Linked DNA regions of Mus musculus: regions 2 and 3 are each linked to region 1. A link is a contact called in public Micro-C and promoter capture Hi-C data. All regions are on one chromosome and are shown on one strand. Each heading gives the region's core, a stretch centred on a gene start, on an enhancer-like site or on the middle of the called end of the contact. The rest is flanking DNA. Distances are from core to core; before and after follow the strand shown.

Evidence for each region. Promoter capture Hi-C pulls out the DNA fragments that hold promoters and counts their contacts. Hi-C and Micro-C count contacts between places; a contact is called where the count stands out from the background.
Region 2: a Micro-C map of embryonic stem cells shows a contact between it and region 1, with 8 times the contacts expected there. The contact joins the promoter of Wwp2 here to the promoter of Smpd3 in region 1. A contact is called at or near these places in 1 of 39 promoter capture datasets (hippocampal neurons) and 1 of 484 Hi-C or Micro-C datasets (embryonic stem cells).
Region 3: a contact with region 1 is called in a promoter capture Hi-C map of pre-B cells, with 2.9 times the contacts expected there. The contact joins the promoter of Exoc3l here to the promoter of Smpd3 in region 1. A contact is called at or near these places in 4 of 39 promoter capture datasets (the C10 cell line, hematopoietic stem and progenitor cells, liver and 1 more) and 1 of 484 Hi-C or Micro-C datasets (B cells).

The regions. Positions count from the first base shown.
Region 1 is chr8:106,335,966-106,340,302 of GRCm38.p6, reverse strand. It overlaps Smpd3 (sphingomyelin phosphodiesterase 3, neutral), which reads left to right and starts at 2,338. Exons shown (of 9, transcript NM_021491.4): 1 at 2,338-2,491.
Region 2 is chr8:107,433,824-107,438,160 of GRCm38.p6, reverse strand. It overlaps Wwp2 (WW domain containing E3 ubiquitin protein ligase 2), which reads right to left and starts at 1,791. Exons shown (of 24, transcript NM_025830.4): 1 at 1,720-1,791.
Region 3 is chr8:105,294,174-105,298,510 of GRCm38.p6, reverse strand. It overlaps Exoc3l (exocyst complex component 3-like), which reads left to right and starts at 2,398. Exons shown (of 14, transcript NM_177788.5): 1 at 2,398-2,605; 2 at 2,805-2,885; 3 at 3,076-3,251; 4 at 3,327-3,546. The coding sequence starts at 2,852. It overlaps E2f4 (E2F transcription factor 4), which reads right to left and starts at 848. Exons shown (of 10, transcript NM_148952.1): 1 at 636-848; 2 at 121-230. The coding sequence starts at 770.

The DNA.
Region 1 (4,337 bases), core at 1,089-3,588:
ATTAGCATAACTTTTGTGGGAGGGGCAATACTCGGAGTCAGACAAAAGGCCGTGTACAGGTAGGTAGGTGCTCTGTCAATCTAATTTCCTGCCCTAGCGATACTTTCAAAGGGCTCAACTGACCTCCAAGGGCTTCACCTCCGGCTTTTGGTGGGTTTCTTCGCTAGGCTTCTGTGGATGTCCACTGTATGGCATAGTTCTGTTCTCCCAACAGCCTTTGCTCTCACTGTATCCACAGACTTGGATACTGAGCTTCAACACATCCCATTTCCCTGTGCTCCTGGCAGTAATGAGTAACTCATCCTTAGTAATGAGGCTGTGTCTATTAAGTCAGCCCCAGTGGCCTTCCTCCATGATTTAGCCAAGATCAAAGCCCCTCTGCGAGGCTTACTCGAGGTCCTGTTAGGGAAGAACTAACATTTTATTCATCCTCTGCCCTAGCCTTTGTTCTGTACCGGGATAGCAGGCTTCCTTTCTTTCAGGCTCTGTTTGGAATAGTAGTCTTTCCAGTTACTTCCTTTCCCAGTGTGAATCAACTATGCACATGAAGGCATTCTTTCCAGAATGGTTGTGTTTTCATACACCCTAAACTTCTAGGACGATGACAAACAAACTATGGATGGAATTAATGAGACATCTAGTCAGTATCAGAATCTTTCCTGGGGATTCAGGAGGAAAAAATGCTACCTAGCAAGGCAGGAAATCACTGTGGAGTCCTATGATGCTGAGCAGAAGGTTTAAAGGCCAGCCAGCATCTTATTTCATGACTGACAGGTGAGAGAAGATCTTCCCAGAAAGGGAGTGGGAGGCAGGCATTTAGACATAGAAAGTAGGGCCAACAGCTAAAATAGAGGAACTGGTGACATTTAGTGGGGGAATTGACAGGAATAGCAGGCACAAATATATTTCTCTAGAACCACAGTAGTAGAAAGACCCTGGGACATTCAGACAAAATCCCAACCAATCCTAAAAGTATGAATGGCATTTAAACTTTTTTTTTTCAACCAGTAGCATCCTTCTAGTGAACATCTTTAGGAGTGGGAAACACCTTAGAAAATAAACATTTTTTGAAGGTGTATGCTGAAATCAGATAAACCGCTGTTCATTTTCAATAACTATAGGTAAATCTCAGCATTTGTTGAGTGCCTCCTGTATGTCAGAGGTTGTAGACACGGAACTATAAATATGAATAATACAGGACTTGCCTCTGCTTTATAAGTTTAGTTTCATGAGGAAGCTGGGTGTGTAAACATGCAAATCAAATAGGGGAAGTAGAGGCTGACAGACACAGAAGATGTGCAACACTCGGCAGAACATCAAGGAAGTCGTCACACATCAAGGCAACATTTAAACTGGGGCTTAAAGGATGTTGAGGAGTTGGAGGACGGCATGATGGAGGGGATCAGAGGAAGAGAGAAAAATCAGTACTCAAGGCTTGCCAGTTTCCAAAGTTCAGAACGATGCAAACGAGAGTGGAGTCCAATTCTCAAGGGACTTTCCAGCTTTGCTGTGAAAAGTGGATTTGATCCCAGAGGCCCGAGGAAGCCTGTGAAAGGTTTTAGGCAGAAGCAGCTCACTCTACCAGAAAGTACTGAAGGAGAGACTGCAAAAATGTGGGGACAAGAAGGAAAGGTCCTAGTGGCGCAAGGAATGTGGCCAGAAGAAAAAAAACAAAAAAAAAAAAACAAAAAAACAAAACAAAACAAAAAAAACAAACAAACCTTCAGTGTCAGAATTAAGGAAAAAATATAAAAGTTCAGATTGAGGTGTGAAGGTCTCCTCCAGTATCCTTTATCTCTGGTGGGGAGGAACCAAAGCGTCTCGCTCTCGATTGGCTCCACCGAGTGTTGCAGCGAGGCCGTCTCGTTACCTTTCTTCCTAGACAGGGAAACTGAGGCCCAGGGTCCTCAAGTAGAAACAGAGAGAAAAAGATAACCGAATCCGTCTTCCAAGACGCTAACCACAGATCACATGTGGTCTTGCAAGGGTCCCAAGGCCTGCCCCACTTCCCCATCCCCCATTCCCCAAGGGGCTGAGTTTGCTATGGAAACAGTCCTCCCACCCTCCTCCGCGCCTAGGGCTCCTCAATGCACTCTGGGAAATGTAGTCCATTTGTTTACAAGCCCGCGGCACGAGCCCACTCCACAGCCCTAAGAGACTACATGTTCCAGCAGGCAGAGCAAACACTTGGGCGGTCTCTGGGGGCGAGGTCCCAACGGAGGGACCGGAACCTCCCAATAGGCAACCTCCTGGGCGGATCCTGCGTCTCCATTGGCCAGAGCAGCTCGCGGGAGGCGGGGTCAGCGGAATGAGGCGCGGAGCTGTTCGCCGCTCCAGGTGCTGAGTCCGAGGGAGGCTCCGGATGCCAGAGCCGCGGTCGCTGTAACCATCGCCGCCGCGAGAGCCGTCTCTAGGAAGCCCCGGTCGCGAGGAGCTGGGAGGCGCCGCGTGCGCTGCCCCGCACCGAGCGCCCTCCTGTGCGCCACCTGAGGTGGGTGCTAAGGACTTGCTTTTGTTTTATTGAGGAGAGGGGGGCCTGGGGAGTTGATGGGACGTGTCCTCGCCGCACTTAACACCATCTGTCCGTGGAGCTGGAGGGACTGACTGCGGGCCTCTTCGTGGCCCAGGGCCTGAGGTCGGAGCAACCTCGGCTGGGTTTTGTCGTATGGTGAAAGAGCTTCTTGAGTGTAAGGGATGAAGGGCTGGAAGACCCTCTCTGGTCTCTCGTAGGAGAGCGTGAAAAAGGCTTGGAGTCTCCCTTTTCCTGCGCCTAAAGTCAAGGCTGCTTGGGTTGTTGAGGATGGAGGGACTGTTCTGGGATGAGAGGTTTGGAGATAGAGGGACCCTTCCTTACAACACCCCAGCTCGAGGCTGCAAACAGGCTGCAAACAGGGATTGGGATGTGACTGATGAGACACCTCCCCTCCTCTTAGACTCTCCTAGGTTTCGAGTTGTTAGGGAGACCCTTCCCTTTGCCCTCCTTTACATCCAGGCTCTCCCCTTATGACTTGCTCACAGTTGGGTTCTTTGTGGGATATTTGTTTTTGGGAATGGAGAAAGTGAAGGGCTGCAGGACTCCTCCCCACCCTGCTCCAAGCACTGATGGATGCTTGGGTCTTCTGTGATGGAGCCGCACCTAAGGTCTGAATAGCCTGGGTGTGGGAGGTGGGTAGAAGTGAGAGTCTGAGGTACCCCTCCCTACCTGGATCTTATTTCCCAGGCCCTCTCCACCTAGATCCAGGTCCCAGGCAGTAGAGAGTGGAGATCATCTCTCTTGCTCCGCCACACCCCGGGAATTAGAGCTCCAGCACCACGGCTAAGAGTCTAGATGGGCACCTGAGGGAAAGGACCCAGTGGTCTCCCTCTCCAGCAACCCGCAGCTCCTCCGCGTTCGCGGATCCTGGAGGGATGCTCCGCTGCATGCCGAGCGCGCTCCAGATCTGGACGCCGAGATCTGGTACCCTGCGAGCAGGGGTTGCTCTCAGGTGCCCGGCTTTCGCGCTCTGCCCAGGCATCCACGGGAGGACAAAGCGGCGGTGGCGGCACTGGCAGGCGTGCAGGGCTGGACTGCGCGAGGGGCGCGGCTGAGGAAGGGGGGCTTCGGGCGCGGCACGGGTAGCTTCCACGGAAACGTGCTAGGAGAAGAGAGAGCGAGAGAGACAAAGCGCGCTCGCTCCTCGCGGGCCCGCGCGAGCCGGGATGGAAAATCCCGAGGGAGGAGGTGGCTGTGCTGTGCTGGGTCCTGTGCCATACACTCTTCTCTGTCCCCACCTTCCAACCCCACTGCCAGTCCTGCCCCAAGAATGCGATGGGATTGATGGTTACTAGAGGCAGGACTTGTGACCACGAGGACAGGGATGACCAGGGACTCTACCTTGCAGTTGAGGGGATCTGAAGAAGCATGCTGACTAAACCCATTCAACCTCATGCCCTATCAGCTATATTAGGACAAATTTGGTTTTGTGGCTAGATGTGATTTTTATTGATAGTGGTGTGTGGGGCAGAGCGTGAGTGAAAATGTGACTGGATGAATGTGTCTGTCCATGCTCCAGTATTCACGCGTGTGCCTTGCTGTGGTGAGGCTATGCATATGGCTGGGGGAGGGGTGGGAAGAAGGAGGAGGAAGAGGAACCAAGCTTAGATGTAGAAGGTAGCAAGACAGTTATCCTTTTAACTCTCAAGTCACAGTTGCTGACCTAAGGTTCAACTTCAGGATGAAGGCAGCTTTAAACTGCCTCGGGTCCAACCTGAAGGACTGGCTATATTCCAGTCAGTGAAACTTCACAAGAATGTGACACCCTCTTTAGCCCTTTGGGCACCCAAATCTGACCCTGAAA
Region 2 (4,337 bases), core at 542-3,041, 1.1 Mb before region 1:
AAAGGGACGGGAAACTTATGCTCTAACCCCTTGTTCTCCACATACACCGAGCAGTGTGACCTTTAAAAACTCATTTACTTCTCAAACACTGACCAAGTACTCCTAACATACCAGGCCTGGGGCTAGTAGCCAAAGAAGTCAGGTAAAATAAGATCACTGCCCTTGAATGATTTACAGTCCTAGCAGGAAGACAGTAAACAAGGAAGAAAAACAAAATGAGGATGTCAGGCAGGCTGAGACTAAAGAGATGCAGGCGAAAGCACTCACTGCTCTTCCACGGGACCAAAGGTCAGTTCCCAGCATGCAAATCCAGAGGCTCACAACCACCTGTATCTCTAGCTCCAAAGGACCCAATGCTCTGTCTGTCCTTGGTGGGCACATACACACAGGAACATACACACAAATAAAAATACATCTTTTATTTTAAGTCAATTCTCTTAGCTTGTTATCTATAAAGTGTGAATGACTTCTCGAGACTGCTACAAAAATTAACTTTTAAATGCTTATAATATACCCCCCAAGTCTTCAACTCCTAATATATTAATGCAAAGTGCTTTTTCCCCCCTAGCGACCTGTGATTCTGGCTCCTGTCAATGTCCCATTTGAACCCTGACCTTCGTTGCATTCATAAACTTTGCTTCACTTCTGCAAACCTTAGCAAAAGTGAAGGGAAAAGAGGGTGGCCTGTTTGTTTATTTAGGCTGGCTTGGAACTTGGAGCCATCTTCAGGCCTAGGCCTAGAGGATGAAGAATCTTAAGATGGGTATTTTTAACCTCAAAAACTACGATCTAGGTCACAGTTCTAAGGAACACAAGAGAAACTTCTCAGTCACCCCACCTAGTCACAGCTGGTCAAGATAAGCAGTCACATGGTAAAGGAAGCTGCATAATTTAAGCTTGAGAGGTCTCAAATCGGTATGGGCAGACTTTCAACTGTCCATGACTTCAGCAGTCAATGCGTTGCTGAGGTAACGCCGGCCCAGGTCGCCAACAACAGTGTAGGTTAAAAGTCTTGTTATGATCACAGCAAAGCACCTACACGTCTTTTTTTTTTTTTTTTTTTTTTTTTTTTTGGTGGCCTCCAAGATGACCCGATCCGGGAGCATCTCAAAGAAAGACGATCTGATGGGCAAGGTTCCCAACAAGTGGAAACCCTACCCAAACAGGGCAAAGTGGGTGTGACCAGAGTCAGACGATCAAGACTCAGGGATCCCTCCTGAAGTTTAAAGAACTGAACAGAACCGGTATCAAAGTCCCGGATCGCCATCCTTTTTAAAGAGGACGGAAGGAAAAAAGACTCTTGGAATGGGGTCCAGGCCGCATCGTCCAGATTTTTTTCTCCCTGTCCCTACAAGCCAGACGCCCACTCCCAGGCAGCCCCTTCCAGGGAGCAAATGAGTCTTCCCCGGCTGAGGTCGGGCCCCCTTCCCAGACAGACACGGCTCCTCCGCACCGCAGGCACCCGGGGCTGGGGGTCTCCTTCCGGAAGCGCCACCAGCGGGCGACTCCCGCCGGGCCCCGCGCCCACCCCGCCCGGGCGCGAGCCGGGACATCCCTCCTCGGAGGCCGGAACCGCGCGCCAGGCCCCTCCCACAGGAAGCCGCCGCCCCCCGGCGCCCGCCCCGCGCCGCCCCCGGCCCCTCGCGCCGCCCGCCGCCCCCTGGCTGCCCCGCGCCGCCCGCTCGCTGCCGAGCCCCCCAGTGCCCCCGCGCCACCTACCTGCCGCGGCCACACCAGCGGCGCCTAACTCCGCTCCACTTCCGCCTTCCAGCGCCCGCACTCGGGCCGGGTCACGTGGGCGTGCGCGGTCACCTGACCCGGAAGAGGCTGGCCGGGGCGCGCAGGTGCGGACCACCTAGGACCCGGGCGGCGAGCGTTTGACCCGCTCAGGGCCGGGATTGCAAGGATCACCCGGGCTGTGCCCGAGCAAACGTATAAAATAAGGGCTCACCGGGCCCCGGGGTCTTTATGTATGCCTTTGGAAGCAAGTACAGTTGTTTTCCCGCCATGGTACAGGTGGGAGAAGACCATCCGATCAGTTAAGTCAAGTCTTGAAGGAGTTGCTGGATAAAAAACAGTACGCTCCCCCCCTCCAAACTTGAGTGTCAGATAAACCGTGTAACTCTAAGCATGTCCCCAAATTTGCAAAGGATGTTTTGGTACCACAGATGTATACTGATCAAACTTGAGCATCCCATGTAATGTCGTTAGCTTGTGCCAACTCTGTAAGGCCTTGTTCTCAGTTCTAGAAGTATAAATGCCCTGGCCTTTGTAAGGCATCTGTTGTTCCAAGAAGCAAAACTGGAAAGAGGGACGGGAGTGGAGCATGGGACATGACACACGACAACCTGACACCCTTTCAAAACTTCCGGAGTCCCTACGTGTCTTCCCCATGGGGAACCAACTCCCATCCCCCCCCCCCCGCTCCCCTCCCCTACGGAGTAAACTGAACATTATGAATTAACAAACAGGGAATCTATGTAAGTAACCCTGGCTGACCTGGAACCCAGCGCTGTCCTTGGCCACCTGATTCCTGGCATTGTAGACATACCTCACCGTAGCCTGGACAACAGAAACTTTCTGGGTTTTGCAAGATTGACAGTTGAACGTGACTAGTCCAGGGCGTCCCAACTGACCTATGTTCCCAGCCATTTTGCTTCCTTTCTGGTTTTTATTTGGAACAGGGTCTTATTTTAAATGCTCCAACTGGCCAAGAACTTTTAATTCCATTGCCTTAGCTTCTGAGTAGTTAGGATTACCAGTTTATACCATTGGGGTGGAGGGTTAGGGGTGAGAGAGGAGACAGGTGGGGCAAGATTTTATGTAACCTAGGCTGGCATCCACCACCGAGTTAATTGTTCTGATTACCTGGATTTTTGTTGGGTTTTTGTTAACTGAAATATTACATTTTCATTTGTATTTTATTACATAGATGTTTCTCTTGAAGTGTATCTGTGTACCACCTGTGTGTCCGGTGTCTTTGCTGTGGGGTATCTACCAAGAGAAAGTCTTTATTAGCCACCCTGTGACTACACTGGGTGTTCAGGATCCCTGTGTAGTATCAAGCCTTTCTCGGGGCGAGGTTTTAAGCGCAAAATTCGCGTCCTGGGTCGACATGCTCCAGTTAGCAGAAACAGCAACAGAACTACAGAAGCCAAAAGGCGAGATGAATGCATCTAGAGACTTTCCCAGAACTGGGGACTTTGGTGGATTATGTCTCTGTTTTCTTTCTTTCTCTCTTTCTTTCTTTAAGATTTTATTTATTTATTATTATAAGTACACTGTAGCTGTCTTCAGACACACCAGAAGAGGGCGCCAGATTCCATTATGGGTGGTTGTGAGCCACCATGTGGTTGCTAGAATTTGAACTCAGGACCTTCGGAAGAACAGTCAGTGCTCTTACCCGCTGAGCCATCTCACCTGCCCCCCCCCCCCCCCCCCCGTCTCTGTTTTCATGTTGGCAGGTGGTGCTGTCTGTGTGCTGAGTTTTATGGCCACAGTGGTACTTCCATCATGGAGTCAGTTCGTAGTGAATGAGTCAAGTCATGGACTCACCCTACTCTGAAGAGGTGTAATTGGCCAGACAGTGGTGTATACCTTCAGTCCTAGCACTCAGGAGGCAGAAGCAAGGGAATTTATGTGAATTGAAGGCCACCACTGGTCTACAGAGCAAGTTCCAGGACAGCCAGGGCTACATAGAAAAGCTCTGTTTCAAAAAAAGAAAGAAAGAAAGAAAGAAGTGTAGTTGGTCCTAAGGACCATTAATTTTACTGGACAGATACACTGATAGGTAACCGGCCACATAATTTAAGATGCACGGCCCTATCATTCCGCCAATCAGAATGAGAATTAAAGATCCATCCAGTGCTGATAACAGACTAGTTAGCCAGGGGACCAAGAAGATAGAGACAGGTACTATTTGATTTATGTCTTCATCTGTTTTTCTTTTTGAAGTTTTCCTCTACATGACAAGACTTTTTTCCTAATTACTCTTGATCAATTACCATTAAAAAAACGACAGGTCTTCCCCCAAGCCATACATAGATAGTTTCCTTTATCTCCTAAGAAGTATGTCCAATTCTCTCCAATTTTATATGAGCATTCCTTCAAGGGAATCCAACTGTTGTTTTAATTCAGACATGGAAAATTTTAATACCTCTAGATCCTGATCAACCTGTCTACTCAGCTTGGAAAACATCAGAAAAGGCACATTTAGTCAAACCGTTAGTACATGGCCACCAGGTAGGCGCAGAGCCCCAATAATATTGCTGTTGTCCAGATGAGTTAGCCCACAAGGCAGAATAGCAGACATCAGAATAAGGGCAAGTGCCTTGATG
Region 3 (4,337 bases), core at 1,149-3,648, 1.0 Mb after region 1:
AGCGTGGGATCCCTAAGATCTCTGGGTGCCAGACCCCAACTCTCTCCTATAAACATCACCATCCCCTCCCAACCCCAACACCCCTGACACTTCTGCCCTCCCCAAACAGCCCACACTCACTTCCACTGGATGCTGTTCTTGGATTTCTTCTCGATCAGACCGATGCCTTCCAGCACGTTGGTGATGTCGTAGATCCGCCGTTTCTGGCGCACAGCAAGAGTGTCGGCTGCCTGGCAGGTAGAACAGAATGGAGAATGGAGCCCCACTCTTAAAAAGTGTGCACCCTGAGATGTTTAGTCTGGAATGGGAGGTAGTCTTATGTCCCAACCCTGGCGTTCCTTCCAATCACTCCGCGAGTGTGTCGGGAAGAGTCTTGGCTTAGCTGTGTTCTGATGCTCGGCTCCCTGTCCTAGTCGCCAAGGGCCACGAGGGCCTGCACCTGCAGCCGGGACCCAGACAGAGCTGAGGCTTAATGGCTTCGGTGAATGGAAACAACCTCCCGCCTCTCTCATCAGGGTGAGAAAGCACACGGATGGCGGCCGGAGGACTCAGTGGGGCCGCCCCGCTGGCTTCCCGCTCCCGGTCCAGGCCTGGTGCCCCCATCTCCCCAGTCGCCCCCTCGGCCCGGAGCGCACCAGCTTGAGGTCAAGCACGCCGTCCTTGGCTTCCTGCAAGAGCGACACGAACTTGGTGGTGAGAAGTCCCAGACTCTTCTCGTGCCGGCTTGGAGTCCCCGGGGGCGGCGGCGCCTGTGGCCCGGCCTCCGCCATCGCGCCCGCCCGCCGCCTCCCCTCAGCCAGGCCAGGCGAGGCCGGCGGCGGCGCCACTTCCGCTTCCGTTCCTAGTCGCCGGGCCACCGGAGCTATCAAGGCTGCTTCCGCTTCCGTCTCGCGCCTTCCCAGGGTATCTGGTGCAACTCCCGTCTGCTGATCCGGACGCAAAACTCCGGGGGACCGTCGGCAAATGTATCATTAGCAAAGGAAACCAAAACAACTCCTTAGGGCAGCTAGGAAACCTGAAAAAATTGTATGGTAGGAAATGGAAGAAGTTAGTGAGCAGTACCGGCAGTTGAGAAGCGAGAACCACCCGACTCTTCCTTGCTAAGCTGCTTCTAGACTACTAACTGCCTGAACATTCCATCCAGGGAAGGGAAGCCATAAGCCACAAGCTTAGCCTATTTGCTTAAAACTTATTCTAAAGGCTTCCCTGATGTTCAGAGATAATTCCTGCTGTTCCTGTTACTTCCTGCCAAAACAGCAAGCACTAACAATAAATAGCTTGCATACTTCTATCTCTTATTTCGTTCCAGCATCATTTTTCGCTGGCCTCCATGCTACATACAGTTCACAGTGGCCAGGAGTCTTATTTCCAACCACTACTTAGTCCATGCAAAGGTGTTTGCCTGCGTGTGAATATAAGCAAAGCCTTTAAGGCATTTTCTGACACATGGGAAGAACTGTGTGTTTGCAAGTCTCATTTATTTTTGCAGTTTTTAAAGGTTTATATTATTATTATCATCATCATCATTATTATTATTGTGTGTGTATGTGTTTATGTTTGTCCACATGTGTGCAGGTGCTCAAGGAGGTTTAGAAGAGGGTGTCAGATCTCTGGGAGCTAGAGTTAACAGGCAGTTATTATTAGCTGCCGTGTAGGTGCTGGGAACTGAAGCCCTGTCCTCTGCAAGAGGAGCAAGTGCTCTGAGCCTCTGAGCCATCTTACCAGCTTGCAAGTCTTATTTATTTTTAACAGTGTTATCACTTATGGTTATGTCTTTATGACGGTCAGTCCCTCTAGGACACAAATTGCCTTCCCCAAATTGATTGATGATTCACACTTGTGAGAAAGCAGACTTCGGAAGCTCTAGTTATAATGGAGCCTGAAGTTGGGGTAGTCTTCCTGAGGTCTTAGCTGTCAACCCTTCTGACAGTAGGAAGTGAGGGTCTATTATGATGGGTGGATTTGGGTGGTGCTCCATTATATCTAGTGTCCTCCCTAGCTCCCCATCACTTACAGGAACAATGTAGCTTTTTGGATCCCTAACTGCCATCTCTCACTATTCTTTTGCCTCACCACATGTGATCTTTCCCCTACCAAGGCATATACCATCTGTGGTTCTCAGACTCGACTGCGGTTTGCTGAGGCTCTACCACATAGGGGGTCATCCTTCAAACCAGCTTGAGGCCAAATCAGCTTTAAATATGCATATGTGTTTCCGGAGTATTTAGAAGTCTAAGGTGGGCTGATCAAGACTTGGTGCTCACCGGGGGAGTCCACAGCTGCCCCCACCCAACAGGAAATGGCGCCCAGCGCTCCCCACCTCAATGCAGATGCTTTTCCTGTTGGGAATAAAGTGCCAGAGACTCAACTTCCTTCCTTTCTGCTTTGAAGGAGGGGCCTTGGGGGAGAAGTAGGGGTTTCTGGGCCGTGAAGTGGGAGAGAGGCTTCCTTGGGGAGAGGAATTTGGCTGCTGGTGCCAAAGGAGCTGGAGTCCCTCCGGTCCCGTGAGCAGTGAGGGTGTGCCCAGCTCTGCAGGAGCGAGAAGGCTACTCTCAAGGCCAAGGCCACTTGCAGAGGAGGGAGAACTGGACACCGGTCAGATCTGGTAAGTTCTGTACCAAACTATCCTGGGCGTTACAGAGCAGGAAAGGGGACTTACAGTTTTGCCTATTTGCATAGTCCAAGCCAGAGGACTGAGGCCTCCCAGGTATCCCCTTCTTACTTCCTGAAGGGGGTAGGCAAGGACCCTGCTCCTCTTTCTCAGCGGAGCCCAAGGAACATCCGCTCTGCCTGATCTCCTCCAGGCACTCGCTCCCACTCCTACCACATCGGCAGCAGCTCTAGGCAAACTATGGACAGCAAGATACAGCCCACACTTCGTCCTGGTATGAGCCTCGTTGGCTGGGCTTGGGGAAGGATGATGTCAAGACAAATGGGAATTAGTGGGGTTGGGTTTTCCCGTCAGGTCTAGCTAGAGCTCTATAGGATTGCCAAGAGTGGGGCTGTCCCGAGGAAACAGAAGAGCAGCAGGTGCGTTAGCCACAGGCCCTCCCTGACTGACACAACCAACCCCAGGATCTTCCTGCCCAAGGCCTGAGTGGCCAGAGCAGGAGAGGGCCGAACAGCTGGCTCGGGGTGCAGCACTCAAGTGGGCTTCAGGCATCTTCTACCGGCCAGAGCAGCTGACCAGGCTGGGCCAGTACCGAAGCCGTGAAATACAGCGTAACTATTCCCTGGAAGCAAGAATTAAGGTGGGTGAGGAGCAGGAGTGTTAGACTGGGCTGGAGGGCTGGCCAGGCCTTAGGAGCGGCTACCTCTCTCCACAGTCAGTGGTGCAGTCCTACCTGGAAGGTGTGCAGACTGGTGTGTGGCAGCTGACCCGAGCCCTCGAGGCTGTGCAGGGAACTCGTGAAGCTTTGAGCCAGGCCCATCACTTACTAAAGGGTTTGTCTCGGACCTCACAAACCCTGGAACCCCTGAGGGAATGTGTTGTCCAGCACAAACAACTTCAGATCCTGACTCGGTTGTTGCCAAGGCTACAAGCAGGTGAGTGGGGGCGGGGAAAGCGGAGGTGGAGAGCCCTGGACTTTAGCTTCTAAGAATCCACAAATCCCATTCTGATCAGCAGCTGGGGCACTAGGAAAGGGATTACATGGAGAGAGACACCAGGGACATCCCAGAGAATAATCCCAGCTTCAAAGAGTGTGAGAAATAGGCGCAGTCGCCTCATCCTGGGCTTCTCAGGCTTGGGATGTTAAAGTCAGCACGGGAATTCCATGAAGTGGCTATAGCCACAGTAGTTTACTTACTGAAAGAACGTTGGCTGTAGCTCTGGTAGAGCATGTGTTTAGTATGTGCAAGGCCCTAAATTCAATCTCAGGCATCACCCCAAATAACACATATATACAAAGTACAATACATACCTGCATCCATACATATATACATCAATGTACACACACATACATAACAATACATATGTAGTTATGTTTGTAAGTATTTCATAACAAGATTGGCAAATAGCAACCAGCATGGCCTTCCATTTATTTTGTCTGCCTGTAACATTTTTTTAAGATTTATTTATTTTTTATTTATACGAGCACACTGCAGCTGTCTTCAGATACACTAGAAAAGTGCATCGGATCCCATTACAGATGGCTGTGAGCCATCATGTGGTTGCTAGGGATTGAACTCAGGACCTCTGGCAGAACAGTCAGTGCTCTTAACGACGGGGCCATCTCTCCAGCCCTGTAACATTGTTTTTAAAGATTACTGTAAGTGAGTGTTTGAGTGCCTGGTACATGCAGGGGTCAGAAGAGGACTATGATGGCCTGGAACTA